3 separate regions of the Zea mays genome follow, and regions 1 and 2 are each linked to region 3. The links are chromatin contacts, called in public Hi-C maps. All regions are on one chromosome and are shown on one strand. The core of a region is the stretch at or near the end of the contact, and the rest is flanking DNA. Distances in the headings are between cores, read along the strand shown.

What was found. Hi-C and Micro-C count contacts between places; a contact is called where the count stands out from the background.
Region 1: a Hi-C map of ear shows a contact between it and region 3, with 4 times the contacts expected there. The contact joins the promoter of LOC542318 here to the promoter of LOC100193686 in region 3. A contact is called at or near these places in 5 of 25 Hi-C or Micro-C datasets (bundle sheath, ear, leaf and 2 more).
Region 2: a Hi-C map of leaf shows a contact between it and region 3, with 2.4 times the contacts expected there. The contact joins the promoter of LOC100280575 here to the promoter of LOC100193686 in region 3. A contact is called at or near these places in 3 of 25 Hi-C or Micro-C datasets (ear, leaf and tassel).

The regions. Positions count from the first base shown.
Region 1 is chr4:43,427,226-43,431,464 of Zm-B73-REFERENCE-NAM-5.0, reverse strand. It overlaps LOC542318 (sugary 1), which reads right to left and starts at 1,537. Exons shown (of 18, transcript XM_008680135.3): 1 at 872-1,537; 2 at 439-624; 3 at 225-317. The coding sequence starts at 1,234.
Region 2 is chr4:41,854,046-41,858,727 of Zm-B73-REFERENCE-NAM-5.0, reverse strand. It overlaps LOC100280575, which reads left to right and starts at 2,002. Exons shown (of 3, transcript NM_001153494.1): 1 at 2,002-2,399; 2 at 2,539-2,715; 3 at 3,908-4,178. The coding sequence starts at 2,157. The coding sequence ends at 3,973.
Region 3 is chr4:42,760,603-42,765,280 of Zm-B73-REFERENCE-NAM-5.0, reverse strand. LOC100193686 reads right to left here and starts at 1,532. Exons shown (of 11, transcript NM_001138778.1): 1 at 1,188-1,532; 2 at 594-660; 3 at 371-490. The coding sequence starts at 1,318.

The DNA of each region.
Region 1 (4,239 bases), core at 288-2,787, 670 kb before region 3:
CTAAGTAACAGAACCAATGATCCTAACCTACAGTTGATAGTTCTAGCGCTTTGTTCAGTTAGTTCATCGGACTTTTCAAATCATCAATGACCAAATATATGCGGTGGTTTCTTTTTATTGTTTAATCGTGAGTGAGTCAGACATGGGGACATAAAACTGGAAGAGAAGGATACAGCATGAAAGCAAACAGGAAGGTAGTGTGAGCGAGAGTAGTTCTGGCTTACCTTATTATAGGGAAGAGGGATCATACCAGCCATTTGAGGCCAACAACTACCACCAGGCGCAGGCACACCATATTCACCTCGGCTTACCACTGCCTAGAGAAAACAACAACAAGAAGAAGTAAACAACTAAAACATGAGCAAGCACCCAGCAATCAGTTTCTGAGTGTGTCACAGCTCACACGCATAGCCAAAGTAAAGGACAACAGCCCGTCACCTTAGCGTATGGATCCACCACAACGTTGGACACATCGTAGTACTGTCCGCGCTCAGGGGCGAACACGCCATCGAACCTGTATCCGTAGAGCATGCCGTGCAGCTGGTCCCCGTGGATGAACACGTGCCACACGTTTCCCGTTCGGTTGAGCAGGGGATCGAGGGGCACCTCCTCGGTCACCCTATCCTGCATCATACCAGGAATACAGAGAACTCAGTCCATTTCAGCACCGGCGTATGCTATGAAGCCAAACAAATTAGCGTACAGCATCGGAGAAGCAAGTTATTCGAGAGAGAGAGAAATAGAGGAGTAAGTTATGAAGCCGACTTCCCTTCCATTCAAATTCCAAAAGAGAAGAAGAACGACACAGAAGGATCGCAGCACGCGTTGCAGAAATTGCATTCATCAAAGACTAGGGGTGGGGGATGCTCACCGCCTTGAGGTCGCCGGGAGCGAAGAGGCACAGCGACGCGGCGGAGGCACCGCTGGAGTAGACGGCGAAGTTGACACCGCCGCGGAGCGCGGTGGCGCCGAGCGGCGCGGGCATTCCCGCGAGCACCCGGCACGCGCCGCCCAGCGCGAACCTCTCCTCGGCCACCTCCTCGTCGTCGTCGTCGTCGTCCTCCTCCGCCTGCACCGCCTCGGCCACGGGCCGCGCGGCGGCGGCGTGGAGAGACAGCCGCCCCCGCCCCAGTCCCGCCACATTGGGCCGGCCCCGCACGCCGGCGCGCCACCGGCCCGCGGGCACGGCGAGCAGCGGGCGCGGCGACGAGACGCAGGGGAGCTGCTGCGCCATGGGGAGAGGAAGTGGAGGGGAGGGAGCCCAGTTCGTTTGGCTTTGGCCGATCAAGTAGTGCGTTCGAGTGGAGTGTGTGACGAGACGAGGTGGATGCGACGGAGCGCGGCTCGTCTTGGCTCCCGTGCGCGACGGTGTGAGGAGGGGCGGGTCCGGATCACGCACGCCGCCCGCTCGCTCACGCAGTGACGCTGACAGAGTGGGGCCGGAGCCTCGGATCGGCGGACGGCGGGGTCGGAGCGTGCGTTTTTTCACAGCCGGAAGCGTCTGCGTCTGCGTCCGGCCACCGTCGTCCACTCGGCCCGTGTCGTTTTTTCGCAGCGGGAGGCGGACGTGGGCTTTTTCTGTGGGGCCCGCGTACTGGCAAACACGATCTAGTTGCCGCTTTTCAGGCACTATACTATTCCACTTTTTATTATTTATACTCTTATATTCACCAAAAGAAAAGAACTAAACTTTTTTCATACTTTCACAGTGATACTTTATACATATACATATACATATAATAAGGTCTAGTTTGACAATCCTATTTTATCAAAAGTTTTACATTTTTTCAAAGAAATTAGTTTATTTTCTCTTGAAAAATAGGAATTTCTCAGAAAAATAGAGTTTACAAACTAGTCTTAAAATAATAAACCAATGCGATATTTCTTTTAAAAACGAGATATATGTATCTTATATTAATATACATGTATGTGGAGATAACAAAGGCTTGCTCAATTTGTACGGTGTGGGTGGTTAATTAACACAAAAGAGAATTCTCTCTTACTATGGTCTAGTAAAGTGACAATATAAATAAAATAGAAAAGGAAGAACCAAAGAGGATCTGAAGGAACGTACTCGGCAGCAGTCCCTAAATACTAAGAACTGTCAAACATATCTTTGGAGTTGGTTGATGAGATGGATCTAAATACTAAGAATTTGATTATTATGGTGTCTCAGCATGTGCTGTGCTATTTGAATAAGTAGAAATGAATTAATATTTAACAAAGTACATATGTTGACTTATTTGCAGGTTTTATTTGGAGGAACTCATTGGCTCAGACTCTAGACGCAGCTACAGAAAAGTGAAGAAGCAGCTGATCTTTTAATTAAAATCTGTCGTTATCTGAAGTTGGTGGCCACGCAGTTTTTTGCTTATCAGGGTTGGAGGTTTTTAAATAGGATTGAGTTGTAATGAGCCGTTTTTTAAAGTGAGTTTGAGTCGCTGATGAGTAGGGGAGTTATTAAGTCTTCTAGACTTATAATTTTGTTATGTTTTGTGAGATGTTTTAGATTTTTTTTTAAGTTATGTGAATTTGCGCTTACCCTCGAAATAGTAAAACCGGATTTTGGTCTATTATTTATCTAAAAAAAGAAGGTAGCAGTCCCTAGAAAATCTGGGAGCCCCTCTCCCTCGGCGCGTGTCCGGACCCGGGAGTGGGCCCCGTGGACATGGGCTTTTCTGTGGGGCCACCGTGAATCAAAGGGGTGCAGCGAAAGCTGCGAAACGTGAACGGGAGCATCACCGTCACGGCGTCGCCTAGATCCCCGTCGTTTCCCGCAACGGACGCACGCTCCGTGCACGGTGATCCATCTTTTGGTGCCGGCTGGTTCGTCGAAAGGAGGTAATAAATTAATTAATTACTAGGTTAGTTCCCGTGCGTTGCAATGGGAACATATTAATATCATGATAACTTATATATAAATGTGTTATATTGTTATGAAAAAAGATTTTGTAATTCATTGGTGATCCTGGCTATACATATACATTTTGTTATTTTAATCTACCTGTTTTACCACTACATTGCAACCATCAATATCATGCAGACCTATATATATGATAGTTCGGTGTCTCTGCGTTGCGACGATTTGCGACGACTCACAAATTATTAATAAAACGCGAGTGCACAACAATTACATGAAAACAAACAATATATCGACAATCGTACACTAATATATTCCTTTGTAGAGATATTGATAAGTCTTTTGTATGTTTGCATGAAGGATGACCCTTAGTGCATGGGCATTTAGGATTTAGCAACCCGCACGGTCCATGCATCATATGCTTTATAACCATCTTGTACAGTTGTGGGTACTTTTTCTTATCAGAGATCTCAGCCTAAGTTGGTAATACAATATATGACGATGTATCATGACCTCCATAGAATAATTTTGTATTGCAGGGTGAAAATTATAAAAAGGAGATCCTAAGCCTGTCATAAGGGGACAATGAGTTGTGACTATCAAAATTATTTTAACTCACAAATATAACCATTTTATCTTTTATGTTGCGAGGATATATGTTGTGGCATGATTTCTACATTACTTACATATGGATAAGTATTATGACAACATTCAACCCATCTAAAGATGAATCCTCTAAAACAGGTAGAGCAACTGAAGCAATTTAGAGAAATAAAATATTAGTGCACAATGCTTGCACGAAAACGAACAATACATATTATCTTAACCTCAATATCTCACAAAAATTTTATCAATAACCAATACACAACTAAACCAATACAAAGATCATATTCACTTTAAAGATTCGTACACCATAGAGAGAATAGTAATAGCACATAAGCCCTTAAAAACACACAAATTTTCTCATGCCCCAACACAAACAACGTCTCAAAATAGAAAGAGAACACCGAAGACGCAAAAGCCAGAATGAAATTCTTGATCCATGAACTACGAAGTGCACTGAAACTCTTCACAACACCTGCTGCAAGCTGAAGTATCCAGTGCAATATGCAAGCCCTTCGTGGTCCTCTGTAATCATCAGTGGAAGATTTGTAAGTTATGGCTACTACTGGAAGGATTAAAAAACTTAGACCACTCACATAACAATATCGGTTGTGAAGGATACATGTATCTTATTGAACAAAAAAATTCACATGCAAAGAGAAGAAAAACATGATGGCAAAATGTTGATAATATTGTAACTTTGCACTTAAAATTGTCCTTAACATTTGTTAAATGCAGGACGACACTACAGCTCACGTATGAGCTACAAAGCATTA
Region 2 (4,682 bases), core at 753-3,252, 910 kb after region 3:
GCACCTTCGCGCGGTGCTCCCTGCGCTTCCCCGCCACGCAGGACTCCATCCGCCAGGTGATCGACTGCGTCTGGAAGCACCCGAGCGCGCCGGTGGTGTACCTCGTGTGCGACATGCTGGGGCAGGAGGACGTCCTCGTCGAGGTGTCCAAGGCGTTCGGGTCCAAGATCTACGTCGACAGGGAGAAGAACTCCGATTGCCACCAGAGGCTGGCGCACGTCGCGCCGGAGATCCTCGCCGCCGACGACGCCGCGCCCTCCACCCGCTTCCACGTCCTGCCGTTCCCGCGGCTGTCGGAGCGGGCCACGGAGATCCTCGCGCAGGCGCGCGCCGCGCGCCAGCCGGAGCCCCTCATCATCAGGCCCTCCTCGCAGTGGTACGCGTACTACGACCCACCGCCACCGGAGGAGGCGTCGACGCAGCAGCAGCAGAAACCGGTGCTGACGGAGGCGATGCGCGACGAGTTCGGGGTCTGGCACGTCTGCTTGTCGATGCACTCCTCCCGGGAGGAGTTGGAGCAGGCGCTGGGGATCCTCAAGCCCAAATGGGTCGTCTCCACCACGCCGCCGTGCATGGCGGTGGACCTCAGCTATGTGAGGAAGCACTGCTCCCTGTCCCGGTTCGGACCTGACGATCCCATCTGGAAGTTGCTCGGGATATCTGATGGAATGTCTACCGTTACCAGCTCGGCCCAGGCAGTGCTGCTGACAGTAGAAGCCGTCGAGAAGCGCGAGGAAGTGTTCAGCGCTTGTGCTCCCTCTGATGATATCAGCCAAGCACCGGAGGAGGGTGCAGAAGCAGCAGTGGTTGATTTCGAGGTCAGAGTCGAGCCACCTGTCACGCTTTTCGGAAGCGCAAGGTTCGGATTACCACAACACGAACCTGAACTGTGGAACTATGAGTATGAGAGTGCCGAGATCATTGGTGACGATGAGCTTGAAGCCAAGGATTCTGCAACTGAGCTTGAGTTTTGTAGACATAGTAAGCCTATTCAAGTGGTTGGGTTAACTGAAGCTGCAACAAGGGAGCACAATCCGATCTGTGATGAATCTGAGCTGCTGAACGACATCAAATCTGATGACGGAGTAGAAGTAGTTGATCTAACTGAAGGTGGAAAGAAAGGTGTAGAGACTGAACATGACAGAGGGAACACAGCGGCTGAACTGGGGGCGCAAGAACAAAACCTGAATGCTCGTGCTCGTTTGACGGCGGGAGTTTGCAGGCATAAGATGACTACTGACGAAGGTACGGAAGCGACTGAAGGGATGGTCTCAGCTGCGCATGTTCTAGAGGATGGCACCACCGCTACACCAGGAACTGGGAGGAGCACTGATCATCAGTACTCTGAAAGGGCGAGCGATTCTTCAACCGTTGTCGGATCATCGAAGGGCCTCAACGCGAGCCTGAGGAGGCTGTACAGGTCGATGAACGTGCCGGTGCCGCGCCCCCTGCCATCGCTTGTCCAGCTGATGGCGGCTTCCAAGCGGCCCAGAGTCTCTCAAACTGCGCAGCTGTAGGTTCAGTCTTTTGCTGCTGCAAAATGAAATTGTTGCGAGTTTGTGCACTGTGGCCTGGCAACGGATTCGTATTGATTTGTTATGTGAAGAGGCAGATCAGGGATCTCAATCGTTTTGAACGTGTTATTTTCCATCGTTTTCCTTTTTTGTTCATGTTGAATCTATGCTGCTTGCCATTTCTCTATTAAAATAAAATCAGATGGAAAACCTTAGCATCAATCGACAAGTCTAAAAGCTTGCAGTAGAGTAGGGCTATTTGAAATCTTTTTGAGTATCAACTTTGTGGCACCTGATAAAAGAAACTCAAGTGACATTCAGAGACGAGAGAGAGAGCCTGGATTTCCTTCAGCTCCAGGATGAACCAGGGGGCAAATTGCAAAGTCTTGGACTGGGATAATAGTCGCAATCCCAACTTTGGGTATATTCGCAAACTGTCTCCTCCGTTAGGTCAAGAGACGTACGGCCCAGATTGATGGATATTTGCAGATTACTCTACACGAGTCACGATAGGAGGAAGACTGGAAGAGGAGGCGAGCACGTTTGCGGTGCCCACCCTCACCGTCCACTCCAGAACCCCAAATCCAGTTCCGTTCCAATCGCCGAGAAGGGCAGCAAAGGGGAGAAAAAAAAAGGAAATCTATGGCGGCGGCCGGCGGCGAGAACAGCGGCGCTGGCGAGGGCGAGGGCGAGTTCTACCTGCGCTACTACGTGGGACACAAGGGCAAGTTCGGGCACGAGTTCCTCGAGTTCGAGTTCCGCCCCGACGGCAAGCTCCGCTACGCCAACAACTCCAACTACAAGAACGACACCATGATCCGCAAGGAGGTCTTCGTCTCGCCCTCCGTCCTCCGCGAGGCCAGGAGGATCATCCAGGAGTCCGACGTATGCGCGCTCCCATTTTCTTTTCTTCACTGTGTTCTCGGTCTCTACCGAAAACCTAGCTAGGTTTTGCCGCTGAAGAGCCGGTTTCATTTTGTCTGTTTGATTGGTTTGTCGGTTGACCCCCCTACCCCGGTCGCAGATCATGAAGGAGGACGACAGCAACTGGCCCGAGCCCGACCGCATCGGCCGCCAGGAGCTCGAGATCGTCATGGGCAACGAGCACATTTCATTCACCACTTCCAAGATCGGCTCCCTCGTCGATGTCCAGTCCAGCAAGGACCCGGAGGGCCTCCGGATCTTCTACTACCTTGTCCAGGTTCCCCCTCAACCATGACAAATACAGATATTGTTTGTTTCCTGTGGCCCTCCAGAATTTTCATGGTTCTAAGCTCTACCTGACAATGTATTAATAACAAGCACATGATCAGTATGATAGATATTTTTTCCGTGTCTGATAACTTGACGCTAGCACTAAATACCTTGCTTGTGTGCTTGTGACTTGTGGGGACACCTGGATTCTCAAATTCAGGACAACAAGGAACAAAAATTGGCTTCTGACTTGTGACAAAGGAGGACAAGCAACTGAGAATATGCTTGTTCGTTCCGTTGTGCAGTTTATACTACCGGTAGCTTTCAGAACTATTGTTTGTGACCTTGATGTTAGATTGTACCTTAGCCAGACATTGGTTCATATTCACCAGACTTGGGATCCTTCTGATGGTTCCATCATCTTTTTTTTTTTTGTGCTGATCAGTTCTTATGCTGAACTTATGCGCAGCAGAGAAATAATGGTTAAATTGAATTGATTAGCTGCTGAGGCTAGTTGATGATAGTAGGCATCATTATTTTATACCTGTGGGCACCAGAGGAATATCAAGTTTAATAATTTTAGATGAACAAGTTTCTTTGGAGGAGAAAGATGTTCCTTAGCTGTTCTAGGATAATTGATTTTATATGAAACTGAAAATTACTGTACAATATAAATGCTCAACAAGAAAAGAGTCACCTCTCTTAGGCAAACTGTTTCTTGTCAACATTTAATTCCATACAACCCATTGTTTTGTGCTCATTAAATCTGACAAAAAAGATCTTTGTTATGTGAACTTGTGAAGACACATTAGCATTTCCCTTTTAAAGCTTCCTTCTGGGGTTTAGCAGTAAAATGTGTCATTTTTTCTTTCTAAAAGGATCTTGCTTTTCTAGGTTTTTTGTACATGTCATACTCAATGGTTCAGAAACTGTTGTATCTATACTGTCATGTTTTTTTAGGAACAATACTATATGTGTCATATACATGCTCTTCATCAACATAATCTGAATAATATCCCACAATCATATAAATGTGATTATGCGAACATGTTCTTAACCCTATGTTGGGCTAGCTTAGTGAATCATGTTGATGTTTGGCTTCCCCTACATCGTAAGGTGGAAAAAAACTCGTACTTCTGTCGTGCACAGGACATGGCACTGTAAATGAGATGCACTCCTGACGTCCACACTTAATGCAGGATCTGAAGTGTTTCGTGTTCTCGCTCATCAACCTTCACTTCAAGATCAAGCCAATCCAGTCTTGAGCTCCATCCCAAGCCTTCATGTAGCTGGTTTGTGAGACTGCGAGTGTTTTGAGAGAGAACCTTTTAACCATGTAAGATGATGTTGATATTGTGGACGATGCGTGCGATCGGCCCTGTGTGGTGCACTTAGTGGAAGTGGAACCCCCCTTTGCATTTGTTTTGTGCAAACTGCTGAGTAGTAGTGAACGTGATATTTGTGCCTTTTTATTCCTTCCAGTTTTTTTTTGTTGGGTGGGGATTCGTTTGGCACACTATTCTTCTCTGTTTGTCATCAGTGCTCTGCTGAAGGAGGCACATCATAGTAAATATGGATATGGTTTGCCCGGGACTTGTGGTGATCCAGATCCCCCATCCAAATTGCCATCATAAAGTTCACAGGGTGGTAACTACTGTGAGTTTCTCTAGTGGGCCTGGCTGCTGCAATTTCCGGACTCACCAAAGGTAGTCCAAGGAACCTTTGGTCTTGTTTCCAGCAGCAAGAAGTGAAGAATCTGTGTGTTTGTGATTAGGGTTCTGCCTGCCAGTGGTGACCATCCATAGATGTGGATGATGCTATCCTCCAATGGCTTTGGGGATCAGGGTTTCTCGTCCTGTATGAGGTTTCATGAGTACAATTTGGGACCACCATATGCCGTTGACCTCCACTTTTGTCCTGTACCTGCACAAACACGTTCAGTTTGCACCTCTAGTTTAAAAGGGGACGCAGACT
Region 3 (4,678 bases), core at 283-2,782:
TGATCCATACATTACAAGTTTACAACTAGTCAACTATTCTCTTTCTCTCTGTCTGTCTTGCTAAATCATGTTCAAAATTTGGAATTCGGATACAGTTCCCTGACAACAGCACGTACGTACTGGCAGTACGTCATTAAGAAGGAAAAGAAGAAGAGAAGCATAATCATCACTCATGGCTTTTACTCACTTCTCCCTAGATATGACAAAGCATCATTGTGCTGGCACAAGAGATGGATAACAGCCAGGAATGTGATTGGTAATAAAGCATGGACGGAAGTCGGAAGACCTGCACTCTAATAACAGCTTTTGGAAAGAAAGAAAAAACAGCTAGGCCCTGGCCCTCCAAGATCATGAGCCAGCTAACACTAACCTTCGAACCGCTTCTTTCAGCTCTCTCTGTGGCTGCGGCGACGCGATGCTCGGGAAACTGGTCAGGGAGGTCGAGCGAACGCCTTGTGTCGTCGAGCACCTCACTGCGACTGATGGCCGCCTGCGCAACCATGCATGGAAATAAAAGGCGTGGAAGACGCGAGCTTTCAGTATGTCAGTTTGACGAACATGAGCAAGAACCGAAGGCGGGTTAGGTTACCCACAGGTATGTGACCGGCGGAGAGTCGCGGCGACACGTCGGGAGCATTTACGTACGACGCGCTCGTTGTTCTGGAAAAAAAAAACACAATGACTGGTTGAGGTCAGAAGGACACCACCGAGCCAACAAGAGGATCGGTGCGTGGTTTAAAGCTACTGACGACTGGATAACTATGATCTTTCTTTCTTTATTTTTTTTTCCAGTAGAATGGCGCCAGAAACATGGTAGCAACTAGCAAGCAGATGACACGGAGCTGGAAAAATGGCTCTGGAAGTGCAGCTGAAGTGTCTGTCTTGCTATTCAGTATTCACCGACAGAAAAGGGATCGAACAGCGGTAGCTGGAAAAAAAAAACAGCTCTGGAAGTACAGCAGAAGCCTAGAACACAAAGTTTCAGCGTTGCTGAGCGGTCCATATCAACTGAAGCGAAGTGAAGTGATCGACAAAGACAGGGCACAGAGAATTGCAGTGTATATAATAATATAAGGAACATACGGTCAGTTTCGCTGGAAAAAAGAAAGAAAGAAAGAAAGAAACAAGGAATAAGTGAATAACTAAAAAAAGCCAGAATGGGTGCTTCATGCTTGATGCTAACTAACCTTCTGGAGTGTCGGTGTTGCAGGCAGGAAGAAGACGAGTGAGCCCCGTTCGGTCTTCTTCCGGCGTCTCTTCCCTTGACCTTGAGCACCGCCGCCGCCGCCGCCTCTGGTCGTCCGCCGGCACTCTCCATGGCGGATGGATGCTGCGCGTGCTTCGGTCACCAAGAAGCGCCAAAGCCGAGCTTCAGCTGTGTGTCATGCGATCTTGCTGCCTGGAATGATGACGAGCGCTACCAACTGAAGGAGGAGGAGGAGGAGGAGGAACAGAATATGGCTCTCAAAGGTCAGCGAAAGCGATGAGCATGGGAGCTAGCCGCGCTAATGGAGCTCGCGGCGGAACACGCGTATAGTACCAGGGGAGGGGAGGCCGTGATGAGAGGCGGGGTGGGATTTGTGGAGGATTATATTGGCCCACGCACGAGCGAGCTCGAGCTGAGGCCAGAGGAAATCATTAGGAAAGCTAATAAAGAGAGGGAGGGGCCGGGAGGACGAAATGAAACCCTGCAGGAAGATACGCGCAGGCCCAGGGCTTCGCGCGCTCGAACGCTCGTCAGGGGAAAAAAGATTAAGAAAAGGAGACGGGCATAAAAGAAAGAAAGAAAGAAGGAAAGGAAGGGAGAAATTGTTAAAGAGGAGCGCAGGCACCTCCGCCATCATCACGATGTAGTCCAGGCTCCAGCAGGCAGAGCTCAGTCCGAACAGTAATGGCGAGGCGAGCAGAGAGAAAGGGTTAGCCGTTAGCGAATAGTAGCTAGCGGGGAGGGATGGCGGCTGGGAGACGGCGACGCGTAGCGGGTGGGTCTCAGTGATGGCGCGCGTCCTGCTGCTGCGTGCATGCTTGCTTTTGCTGCAGGGTGTCATTAGGTACGGTGGCTGCAGCCGATTATTAGGATTAGGTAGCGAGTTGCTTGCTCTGCCGGTGTCCGGTGGGTGCAGCCGATTATTATCGTGATGCATGCATGCATGCAAATCGCAAGGCAAACCACCGCGCAACCACCGTGCCGTCTCTGTTGCGGACCGACGTATACTTGTTCCAGTTCCAGACCTACGTGAGTGGATCCGTTGCGATTCTGCAGCGGCGGTTTGGTTTGGTGTACCCAAAGTGCGTGGTGCGGTTGAGTTGACAGGCGACGACGGACCCTTTTAGGGCCTGTTTGTTTACCCCCATGGATTATATAATCTGGATTATTTTTGGAGGATTATATAATCTGGATTATATAATCTCGGTAGTCCTGTTTGTTTACCCAGATTATTTGAGTTGTTAATAAGATTTTTTTGTATGAGAAAGACAAGAATGCCCTTTATATTTGTACTAGGTTGAAACTCATATATGAAAAAAAAAATCAATTGACATTGGCAAATATTGCATTAGCAATATTATCACGGAAGGCATTCATGTCACCTTCTTCATCCCCAAATTGACTAGTACTAGGCGCAAAAACGATTCGGTGGATTATAATGGCAATGGTGGGTAATTTCTAGGAAACTTGAAAGGGTAGTGGGGAAGTGGGAAAAAAATAATCTGAAATAAGCACCTCCTCACTTGCTTATGGATTATCATAATCCAAGGGGTTAGATTATATAATCTAGTCAAATAAGCTGGACTGTTTGTTTGCCTCTTAAGATTATTTAATCCAAATTATATAATCTCGGGGGTAAACAAACAGGCCCTTAGTCCCCGACATATCAACTAGTACAAATAGCCTGTGTAGTAGAGATGGTTCAGAACCCTTTTACAGGCGTTTTCAGATCCAGCTATCTATGTACCTATGGAAATGGTTCGAATGGTTAATTGAGAACTGTTACTGAAAAATCGATTTCATCGATGTAAAACATTGACGCATCGTACGTAATTAGTTATTTATTTTTCGTGAGAACTGAGTCATGGAAACTGGGATAGATGATGCGATGAACACAGCAGGGTACGGTGTGGAATGATTGAACAATGCAAGCGAGAGGTCGGTCTGTCGGGATGGCACTGACGACAGGGTCACAGGGATGGGATGGATTGGACTTGGAGGGAGCGAGGGACGCCGGGCGCGGGGCGCGGGCCAGGGGAGCCGACGCCGACGCCGAGAGACGGGGGAGGGACGCCGGAGATCAGGGGCTAGTTAGAGGTAGGCACGCGGCACGGGATAGGGTGAAAAGGCAGCCCAAAGCCAGCCAAACGCTGGGCGTGGCAATGGCATCAGGCGGCAGACTGGCGGAGGAGAGGCTGGGCGCCTTCCATATGGACCGTGGGCGCCGCGCGCCGGCCGCAGGCGGGAGCGAGAAGAGAAAGCCCACTGCCCACCTCGTAGCGGCGCTGCGCCTGGCCACCTGCACCTGCACTGCACCAGGTAGCACCTGTACTCTGCACGGCGATAAAAACGCCGTCTTTTTACACACACACACACACCCGCCAGGCAGGCCCGCGGATAGTCGTCCGTGCGGTCGGAGCGGAGGGCCAGGGCTAGGAGGCCTGGACACACCACCCGCGCAGGACCTGCCGACGCGGGGTTGGTGTTGTCATGTGAGCCGACGCTGGAGCTGCCCGCGTGCAGCAACGACCACTTTTACGTTGGACTTGGACCAGGCAGCGTCCGGCGCCGGGCTCCACCGTAGCCCACGAACTGCATGCGGCGGCGGCGCTGACCACCAACCAAGCCGCCGCTGCTTCCACAACAGTGTTACAGCCAGCCATGCGTATATATGCCCGTACGTGCATGCAATGCACGCGGTAGTAGACTAGTAGCGGCGCCACATGTGTACCGTCGTTGGATACCCGTACGTACGCATACGATGGGCCGGCACGTACAACACAACACATCCCTTGTATGAAGAATCGAAGGAAAAAGAAGCTAAGCTAGCTATTGGTGTCGCCGTGTCGCCGTACGTCGTGGAGTCACGGGACCGGATCGGACCGGCCGGTGGCACCAACAAACGCCGAGACGGGCCACGTCGTACGTACGCGCACAAACCAGGACGCCGGACCAACGCCGCCTGGCCTGCGCTGCGCCCTCCGAGTTTATTGGATCTTCGGTATCTCGAACCAAGGGCTTCGTAAAATTATTATCCTCAACCTTGTAATTGGATTTGTGGTATTATAACTGCCGTTTGTTTGCAAATTTGATATCGTGCAGAGGTTTACTCGCTGCCGAGTGTCATCAACCGAAAACTAAAGTACAGGGTGGCCGTTTTGTTTCGTTGAAGAACTGCTCTTCGTTACTCATAACAGATCAAACTCGGGACTCCCCATTCTTCTTCGTTCGGCTTCTTCCCACGCTCGGCTGCAGCTGAGCTCGTCGGCAATGGAGCCGCCGCCAGTCCCGGCGCTGGTCCTCGCAATCGACGAGTTCGCGGCCAACATCGAAGGTGCGTGCCAGCCAGAGGAGTCCGTAGAGAGGGAGTCTCCCCAGCGTCGTCCGGTGTTTGCTGCTGTCCCTTCACTGGCCGATGTTTGCATGTTCCTCAATCCGCCGTCGATGGGCAGGCGAGAGCGGCGAGGAGGA